2 separate regions of the Sus scrofa genome follow, and region 1 is linked to region 2. Evidence: chromatin contacts called from public HiChIP or PLAC-seq data. All regions are on one chromosome and are shown on one strand. The core of a region is the stretch at or near the end of the contact, and the rest is flanking DNA. Distances in the headings are between cores, read along the strand shown.

The links. HiChIP or PLAC-seq counts read pairs in DNA pulled down with a chosen protein or histone mark.
Region 1: an H3K27ac HiChIP or PLAC-seq map of skeletal muscle shows a contact between it and region 2. The contact joins two enhancer-like sites. A contact is called at or near these places in 1 of 47 Hi-C or Micro-C datasets (subcutaneous adipose tissue) and 1 of 2 datasets of contacts at active chromatin or transcription factors (skeletal muscle).

The regions. Positions count from the first base shown.
Region 1 is chr13:68,698,203-68,703,082 of Sscrofa11.1, reverse strand. No RefSeq gene overlaps it. Among named protein-coding and RNA genes, the nearest start is that of TMEM40, 37 kb to the left of the region's middle. Within about 2 kb of position 1,687, at least 2 of the 83 cell types and tissues checked have an H3K27ac peak or open chromatin away from gene starts, as enhancers often do. A contact at or near this core is called in skeletal muscle, where this site is marked.
Region 2 is chr13:68,501,158-68,506,602 of Sscrofa11.1, reverse strand. TSEN2 (tRNA-splicing endonuclease subunit Sen2) reads right to left here. Exons shown (of 13, transcript XM_003132372.6): 6 at 4,396-4,912; 7 at 3,200-3,277. Among named protein-coding and RNA genes, the nearest start is that of TSEN2, 23 kb to the right of the region's middle. Within about 2 kb of position 1,277, at least 3 of the 83 cell types and tissues checked have an H3K27ac peak or open chromatin away from gene starts, as enhancers often do. A contact at or near this core is called in skeletal muscle, where this site is marked.

The DNA of each region.
Region 1 (4,880 bases), core at 438-2,937, 200 kb before region 2:
TTACAAAGCCAGGACCCAGACCTCTAAAGAGGGGGCCCTGCCAGTGGGCGCTGGTGTCTCTGAGAGGAGCCGGATCTCCAATTTCTCAGCAGAAGCAGGAAACCCAGATTTTTTTTTTTAACATTAGCAGCTAATTTTTTTTTTCTTTTACCCCATATCAGGTAAGTTTCATTTAATCCTCCATCAATTTTCTTTCTTTTTTCTCCTTAGCAACCTGTCAGTTCTCCAGTGTCTTATTATCATCACTGTCTGGTCAAGCATTGATTAATGTTAGTACCCCTAAGGATATAGGCAATCCTTTACCAACCATGATTCAGGGCTGCATATGGAGGTTCCCAAGTTAGGGGTCCATTCAGAGCTACAGCTGCCAGTCACAGCCACAGCCACAGCAACTCAGAATCTGAGCCTCGTCTGCGACCTACACCACAGCTCACGGCAATACTGGATCCTTAACCCACTGAGTGAGGCCAGGGATTGAACCTGTGTCCTCACATACTAGTCAGATTCATTTCCACTGAGCCACAATGGGAACTCCAACAGCTGGAGTTTTTACATTTCAAATTCTGCTATGGAAAACCATAGAGTGCTTCCTCAAAAAATTTAAAACAGAGTTACTTTATGATCCAGGAAGTCTACTTCTGGATATATACCCCAAAGAATTACAAGCAGGGGTTGAAAAAAATATATGCACACCCATGTTCATAAGAGCAGGACTGACAGTAGCCAAAATGTGGAAGCAACCCAAGATGCATAAGGGGATGACTGGAGAAACAAAATGTGATCTGCACACACAACGAAATATTATCCAGCCTTAAAAAAGAACAAAATCCTACACATGTGTGACAACATGGATGCACCCTGAGGACATTGTGTTCAGTGAAATAGGCCAGACACAAAAAGGACAAAATACTGGATGATTCCATTTTTATGAGGTCCCTAGGATAGTCAAAGTCACAGAAACACAAAGTAGCATTGGGGGGGGGGGGGTGCCAGGGGTGGGGGGAGGGGAGGGGAGTTAGTTTTAATGGGGACAGAGCTTTGGTTTGGGAAGATGAAAGTTTCTGGAGATGGATCGTGGTGATGGTTATACAACCTTGTGAATATGCTTAAGGCCACTGAATGTTACACCTAAACACAGTTAAGATGGTAAATTTTGTGTTACATGTATTTTACCATAATTTTAAGAAATACGTCAAATTATCTGTCGTCAGACAAAACTGGATCTGACCTGCAGGCCCTGTGCTATGGGCAGGGGTAGGGTCTCCACAGTGTTAAGCCAGGGGACAGGAGCTGAGCTGGGGTACCCACAGGATGGGAAAGCAAGCCAGGGCAGGAGGCCACAATCATTTTTCTTTCCAGTTTTTGGCAGCCTGACTGCCTTGTGAGGACCTGGGTTCAATCTGCTGCTGGTAGCCTTGGCCTTTCTGGGCCTGGCGGTCAAAGGTGGGGCTCAGGTGGTTCAGGTGTTTGGAGCCCCTTGTGCCCTGGAAGAGGAAGCCCAGCCTCACTGCCCCAGATCTCAGTGAAGGGCCCAGGGCCCACCTGGCCTGGTGCACTGCCTCCCTGGGGCCCTGGCCCCCAGCGCTGCCCTGGGAACCCCTCGCTGCTTCCCCACCCGGCTGCAGCTCAAGGCCTTGGTCTGCAGGGTCTGGTTACACCTCAGGCATCAGGCAGATTCCCGGAACTCCAGTCCAAAAAGTGGCCTAAAAATAAAGCATTGGATCCTGAGTCCAAGAAGGCAGGGTTGCAAAGTGGGGCGAGGGAGAAGGGCTTGGATGAGGGGGTGTCTGTCCCTGGTTGCCCTGGACACCGTGGACTGGGTTTCTGCTCTGACCACAGAAGAGGGAGGACGCGGGTGTGAGAGTGTTTCCAGGCCATGCTGTCCAGCTTGAGCTGAGGGATAAGATTGTGGCAGCTGTTGTTCTTCTCCTGACTCAGCTCCTCAGTTCCAGAGGACCCAGGCAGGATCAGTGGTGGGGATAAGGGTGCCGCTGACAGAGCCTGGGAAGCCAGGGAAAGTGCTAGACGTGGGGGCTGGGCTTTGCAAACAGAGAGCACAGGGTGGGCAAAGGCAGGAGGGAGTGAAGTTATCACATGGTGGGTAGGGGTCATGGCCAAGTGGGAGTAAGGATTAATGGGCAAGGTGGCACACAGGGTAAATGGCCTTCTTGCCCTGCAAGACCTTGAGAGCTGGGATAAGGAGCTGAAATTTTACCCCAAGGACACTGGGGAGCCCTGGAAGGTGTTTGGGTGGAGGAGTGGCGTGGTGAGATTGCATTTTAGAAAGGTCACTCTGGTGGCCCTGTGGGGCCGGGAGAATGAGCATGAGCTCCAGCTAAAGGGACTGTCACTGACCAAGGGCTGCCGTGCTCTGTGTTTGCACCAAGGCCATGCTTCCCACAGGGGGCTCCCAGCCCTTGACTCAGATGGATACTAAGCAGGCCCTTGCCTGGGAGACACGGGACTCCTCTGACAGCTGACTTCACCTTGAGGACCCTCAACACCTGCCATGCCTTCCTTAGACTGACCAGTACACTCCACCCTCCCACCCAGCCCTCCTTCCCTTGCTTCTTCACCTGGGGCCAGATGTGCATCGCCGTCTCACGGCTCCTTCAGGCTGCCACTCCCTCCCCGTTTTTCTCTCCCAAAGGAGATTTCCCTAATGAAATCCTTCCATATTTCATCTCGTCCTGTGCTAGCTTCTCAGAGGACCCAGACTAACAGGATGAAACGAGAGGCAGGGCCACAGGAGCAGAGAAAAAAGGGTAACTCTGAAGACATTAAGGTCTGATCCGCAGTATGACTGGAAGTGTGTGCCCACCCACAGTCCCCTGGCCTTTCCCCGTGGCTGGAGTTCTTGCCTCCAGCATGGCAATCCCCTCTGTCCACAGTGGCCTCCCCAGCTAGACTCTGAGTCTGTTCTGCAAGTGAATGAATGAGTGATTAAGTGAGTGAATAAAGGAAGGAAGGAAAAAGGGACATCTAGAATGCTCCCAGAGCTCCAGGTGGGGTCACTTGGTAGATGGTTGTAGCCAGTATTTGTTATTTACCCTGGTGTTTTTTCTACCACTGCAATTTTCCTTTGAAGAATACACCTGCACTCTTTCGTGCATCAGAGGAGACTATCAAGAGTGAAAAGACAACCCATAGAAGGACAGAAAGTTTTTGCTAGTCACACATCCAATAAGGGTTTAACATCCAGAATATAAAAAACAAAACAAAACTCCTATAACTCAACAACAAAATAAACCACCCAATTCAAAAATGAGAGGGGACTTTGCTGCACAGCAGAAATTGGCACATTGTAAAATAACTCTACTTTAATTTTTAAAAATTTAAAAATTAAAAAAAAAATTTAAAAGAGAGAGGGAGGAGTTCCCATAGTGGCGCAGTGGTTAACAAATCCAACTAGAAACCATGAGGTTGCGGGTTCAATCCCTGGCCTTGCTCAGTGGGTTAAGGATCAGGTGTTGCTGTGGTGTAGGTCGCAGACACAGCTCGGATCCTGTGTGTGCTGTGGCTGTGGCCGGTGGCTACAGCTCTGATTACACCCCTAGCCTGGGAACCTCCATATGCTGTGGGAGCGGCCCTAGAAAAAGGCAAAAAGACAAAAATAAATAAATACATAAGGGAAAAGGTGGATGGAATTGAATGGACAAATCTCCAAAAAAGTTTGTTTGTTTGTTTGTTTTGGTCTTTTTAGGGCCACACCGGTGGCTTATGGAAGTTCCCAGGCTAGGAATCGAAGCTGCCAGCCCACACCACAGCCACAGGAATTCAGAATCTGAGCTGCATCTGTGACCTACCTGAAGCTCACAGCAAAGCCAGATCCTTAATCTGATAAGCCAGGCCAGGGATCAAACCTGTGTCCTCATGGATACTATTCAGGGTTGTTACTGCTGAGTCACAATGGGAACTCCCAAAGAAGATATTTTTTAAATGGCCAATAAGCACAAGAAGCAGATTTTCAGTGGATTAGATGAGGCCCACTCACATAGGGGAGGGCATCCCTCTTTGCTCAATATCATTAGTCATCAGTGAAACAAAAATCAAAATCACGAGATACCACATCGCAGCCATTAGAATGGCTATTGTGTCTAAAAAAAAAAAAATGGAAAACAAGTATTGGTGAAGATATGGAGAAATTGAAACCCTTGTGCACAGCTGATGGAAATATTAAAAAAAAAAAAAAAAGATGGAACCAGTATGGAAAATAATTTGTCAGTTTCTCAAAAAGTTAAATATGAAACCCAGCCATTCCACTCCCTGATATATACTCACAGGAATTGAAAACAGGGACTCCAACCGGCATTTGCACACCCATGTTGACATAAGTATCATTCATGGCAGCTAAAATGTGGAAGCAACACAAGTGTTCATCAAGAGATGAATGAATAGATAAATAAAATGTGCTCTACACACACATGCAGTATTATTTGGCTATGAAAAGGATTGAGATTCTGACACCTGCTACAACATGAATGAACCTTAAGGGCACCATGCCCAGTGAAATAAATCAGTCATAAAAGGGCAAACATTGTATAATTCCACTTATATGAGATACTAGAATAGGCAAGTTCACAGAGACAAAAAGTATAATAGAAGTTACCAGAGGCTGGGAGAGGGGGCTATTGTGTAATGTGTACAGACTGATAAGAAAGTTCTGGAAATGGGTAGTGGTGATGGTCATAAAACATGAATTTACAAATGCCACTGAATTACACATTTAAAAAGGGATAAATGGTATATTTTATGCTATATATATTTTACCCCCAAAACCTGCACCTCACGGATTCTGGGAGGGTTGACCCTACCACTAGTTCCAGTGGTGGGTTCTGAGGAGCTTTGGGCAATCAGCATGTCCCAGGCACTGATTTAGG
Region 2 (5,445 bases), core at 28-2,527:
TTCTTGGTCACCACTGCTGGAAAGGGATTTCCTACCAAGTAAATCCCATCTTTCTGTTAACTTCATTATGTGGCACCATGTTTCACTCACTCGGGGAAGCAGGAGAAATGGTCCTAGCTGAGTAAAATCACACCTACATGGAAATAAAAATAACTTTCTGATAAACACAAGACGATGCCAAGAACGGGGACACCAGCAAACAGGCCCCCGCTGTATGCTCTGCTCCTGGAAGGGGTTTAGGATCCATGTTTCACCAGAAGAGGATCGAGTGCAATTGGTCCATAATAGGCAGTGACTAAATGGTTTTTCTCCATGCAACTGGTTTCCTTTCTCTTTAAAAGACAGGGCAGGGAGTTCCTGTCGTGGCTCAATGGTTAACGAATCTGACTAGGAAGCATGAGGTGGAGGGTCCGATCCCTGGCCTTGCTCAGTGGGTTAAGGACTCGGCGTTGCTGTGAGCTATGGTGTAGGTTGCAGACGAGGCTTGGATCCTGTGTTGCTGTGGCTGTGGTGTAGGCTGGCGGCTTCAACTCCAATTAGACCTGTAGCCTGGGAACCTCCATATGCTGCGGAAGTGGCCCTAGCAAAGACAAAAAAAAAAAAAAAAAAAAAAAAAAAAAAAGAGAGGGCGGAAGATGAGATTTATAACCATATGGTCTCATTTAGAGTTAAGTCATCAGTGACAGGGGAGGTCTGTGGAGGCTGTTTTTACTTTGATAGTCCTAATAAGATGAGTGAAATGACGGTTTTAATGTCTTATCACAAAATCTGGTCAGGGCCCAAAGCAGTGTAAAGAGAAGCAGCTCTCAGAGACAGACCTCTAAGTCAGCTTGGCATTACCATTCTCAACACCTAAGAACTGCTTTGAACCCCCACGGCAGGTCTGCCTGAGCTCCTGATGGACATTTTATAGAAACACATTACACTGAACAGGTGGTGCCACCAAACATGGTGATTCATCCGAGGGAAGCTGCCAAAACGGGGTGGGGAAGCAGAGCTGGGTTTAGCTACATGCTCCATGGACGCTTCTGCAACACATTCCTGGAAGAGTCTCAAGAACCAACTGGCTTCTAAGCATGACAGCAACCTCATCTATCTCCTGTTACTCCAGCATTTCTTTGGGGGTGTTTGGGAAGAGGGGGCAAGACAGCAACACTTTTTTTTTGTCAGTAAAAAGCATCAACTGGTCACCCTCCTGGAGCCAGGAGGCTGAACCCCTAGCTGCTGACACCTACTCCTCCCTCTCCTCTTACTGCTGCCTCCCCATAGCAGAGAGGTTGGCCAGCTCTCCTGCCTGCACTCACACTGATGCCGGCTCTGGTCCTGCCCCGCCCTCACACAGACACCTGCAGTGCCCCGAGCTGCCAGGACCAGTTTAGACCCCTACTCGCAGACACATCCTCCTCAATCCCACCTCACCTCCTAAGCTGCTGCATCCAGGGCTGAACCGCATGAGAGGGCTGGCTGTTCCCGTGTCCATCTGGCAATCTCTTACTTATTCTTTAACAGGTGTAGGAGTCACCGAAGCTGTTAAATCTTTCCAGCTAGCTCGTGTCCCCTTGGATCCCATCAGTTTCCGGTCAAATTCTATACCTACCTTGTACACATGCATTTAACAAATAATTACCAAAGGCCTGGTAGATATCAGGCACTAGGTACAAGTATACAAGAGGTGCCACGCTGGCCCAGTGTACACACTACACTGAACTAGCGCTGGGCCATCTACAGGGCCAGAGCCATACTGTATTCACCTCTCTGCTGTTAGCACTTAGCCCAGAACCTGGCACAAAGTAAGTACTCGGTGAATATTTTTGCTAAATATCGATTGGAAAAGAAAGGATTCCAACCAGCCCCTAAATAGCTTTTACAAGTAACTTGATGATAATGATGAGAAGAGCAGGCCCTAACACTTACTGAGCATTTACGATATACCAGGAGTGGTGCTGAACCCATCACGTGCATTATTTAATTCCGGAACATCCTACGGATGAGGTCTTACATAACCCTCCCTTTATAAAGAAGAAATGAGAGGCTCGGAGAGGTCAAGGACCTAGAGAATGGGTAATACAGCACTGTCCAATAGAGCAGTTGCTAACCACACATGTGCCTGCTGAGTGTCTGAAATGTAGCTAGCACAATCAAGAAAATAATTTTTAATTTTGTTCAATTTTAAACAGTCACATGCGGCTAGTGGCTACTGTATTTGACGACAGACAACGTTGTCTCATTTGTGACATGAGAAGATGAAGTAAATAATTCCAAAGATCCTTTCCTGCTGTGAAATCCTGTTTTTTGTACCACTGGCCTCGTTACAAGGAAGGAAGCAGAGGCCAGGAGATGAAGGGAACAGAGACGCAATGGCTTCTCTGCAAACACATTTATGAAGTGACCAGCGTGGATGTGCTGAACAAGCACCCACAGATTTACCCAGATCTGCACGCGAGGCTGCAGGAGCTGCCCAGGTGGGCAGGGCCCCTCCCAGGGAAGGGCAAGGCCAAGGACTCGAGTGTGGTGTCACCATCATCAAATTCACTGTCCACAGTATAAACATGAGCACCGAGGGGGTGCTGCACTCGATGTGATTACAGGACAGAGGAACACCAAAAAAAGAGGGAAAATATGAGCCACATTTAGAAAGTCACATGCAGCCAACTTTTGAGGATGCAGGTGTTGCATTAAGAGAACACACGCTGGTAATCCTGCAAAGGGACACACTTAGAATCTGTGTACTAGTCAGCAGTCGCTACATGACTTGAGACACACATCACAGCTTATGAAAAGCTGGTGCAACTCCACAGAAACGCTAAAGCCCATTAACCTGCACACTTTAAATGAGGAAATGGTACAGCATGTGCACTATCTCAATAAACCTGTGACACTAATGCCAATAAACATTAACTAATGTCAATAAACATTAGTGACACAATATCTGGACAATGTGGAACCTCGATGTGAAAAGAAGTGCTCAGACAATGGCCTTGAGGCCTCTATGGGATGACACAGGGAAGACGTCCCAAATGGACATGTGAGAATCGAAAGGAGGGCTGAGGAGTGAAGTGCAAGCAGGCCTCCTGTGGAGGCTGCCTGTGGCCATTTCAATACTGAACTGCAGACTGGACTGTGTGTAAGGTGGACTCATCTATATGCTGTTGCCCAGGCCCAGAGTTCAACAGATAAAACGAACATGCTGGAAACATACCTCTTCTAGGCTAAGCTGTAAGTACTCAAAGATCCTGTATGGATTTCTTCTGCATATCAGTCTCTTCTTTTGTGGCAACTGAAAAATAAAATACATACAGAACCAACGGAAGCACTATATATATGTATGTAGGGGAGGCTGCATTTTAAAGTGAACATTTTTCTTCTAAGTTTCCCAGATTCACATGTGTTGGATTAATTCTGTTAAAAAACATTTAAAAATTACTTACGCAGGAAAGGAAATTTTAGTTTTTCTACCCCAGCTGACCTGTGAACAAGGTGGGTGGGGCCCTGACCCTCTGCGCAGTTGAAACTCTGCACAGAACTCAACCCAACCCCCACCCTTGGATTCAACCACTTGTGGGCTGTGCAGCACTTCAGTGTTTACTATGGATCTTGTATAGTAAGTGGACCTGGGCAGTTCAAACCCATGTTGTTCAAGGGTCAACTGTATTAACATTTTGACTTCTTCCCTCTCTCTTATCCCCCATGAGTTTTTTCTACAGTTGTGATCATTGTGTTGGTCAATTTTGTGTTGCCTTTTTTCACCTGACTGCACCTCAGAGGCATGCGCCTAGGTTCTCAATGAGACTTTATAAAGGCGAGAGAGTATTTTTTCAAATGGCTGTTTTATATATTATTTGTTACACTGCTTCTCACTTTTAGCTATTAGTTCTGGGGCAGTCATCCTGTCCCTCCCGTAACGAAGTGGCTCTTGTTCTGCCCCCACACCCCTCCTGTGACCACTGACCACTGCACCTGCACCCCACCCCATGGCTATACTCAACTGTATAACGACTGCTGCGTTTCTTCTCCTCAACAAGGGAGAGAACACTATTGGACCTGCTTTATATGTGTGTGTGTGTGTGTGTGTGTGTGTGTGTGTGTGTGTACACACACACACACACATATATACATATACATATATATAAATTTTTTTTTTAAGTTAAATTACTAAAATATGTTGAGGTTTTAGCTGAAAGAGCCCTCACAGCTGAGTTCAAGGGCTGGGACCCAGGGCGGCTGGATCCCTCAGAGGGTCTGCAATGTGTGTCTTGCACCAGCTTTCCCACCCTGGGTGACTAGGATGGGCCTGCTACCTGTTCTGAGGAGGGACAACCCAGTTGGCCAGCATCTCCTCTGGGCCAGAAACAGATGGCTTTGGAGAGAGTGGTCAATCCCTTTTTTCCTACTTACGTCCCTGGCTGGGGCGTCTTCCCTCTCACTCCCGTCACACACGGCTTCCTCCACCAGCACGTACTCATGGACAGGCCCTCCCTCTCGGGCACAGACGAGACTGGCCTGTTGGCTGTGGTCCTCAGGCTGAGTGCCACCCATGGGAAGGAGCGTGGCCTGTCTGTCATGGCAGATAGGAGGCAGGGGTGTGGGGACCTCCATCATGCATTCACCCGCACCTAGTGGGTCAAGCCCAGAGCTCTCCTGCTGGTGGTCTGATTGCTTGTTGGGATCCTCCAGATCCTGTGACTTTCCTGCAACACCATTCGTGGCAGAAAGCTTCTCTCCATCGGCCGTGCCTTCCATTTTGGCAACCATGTCAGAGCTCAGCTCATCACACAACTGAACCCCGTCGCTCCTTTCTGCTGGAGGATGCTCTAGGGGCTGAGTGTAATCCTCCAGGACCCTACGCACTGAGCTCTCATCCTGGCCTTGCCTTCGCAGGAGCTCTGTGGCCCATTCCACACGGCGCTGATACCTGCAGAACAGAAAAACACTTACTAACAACACTTAAATGTCAATATTTAAGACAGGAGTTCTCTGGTAGCCTGGTGGCGTTGTCACCCCTGTGGCACGGGTTTGATCCCTGGCCTGGGGAACTTCCACATGCTGAGGGCACAGCCGGAAAACAACAAAACCAAAGTGGAACATGTGAAAATACAGGAAGGCAATATGCTGAAAAGTTTACAGCAGTTTGTTTTTTTGGGGTCACACCTGAGGAATGTGAGGTTCCAGGGCCAGGGATAGTATCCATGCCATGGCAGTGACAACAGGGGATCCTTAACCTGTTGCCCCACCAGGGGCACTCCTACAGCAGTTTTTCTCAATAATGAGTTACAGGTAAATGTTTTCTTTACACTCTTCAGTGTTTTCTAACTGCTCTGCAATAATTATCTATTACTTTTTGTTTGGTTTTATTACAGGGTTTCATTTAATTTGCCTAATTTGAAAAAAAAATGATCCTAGCTTAACACAGTATGAAAATCTATGTAATTTAAAACTGGTGGACCA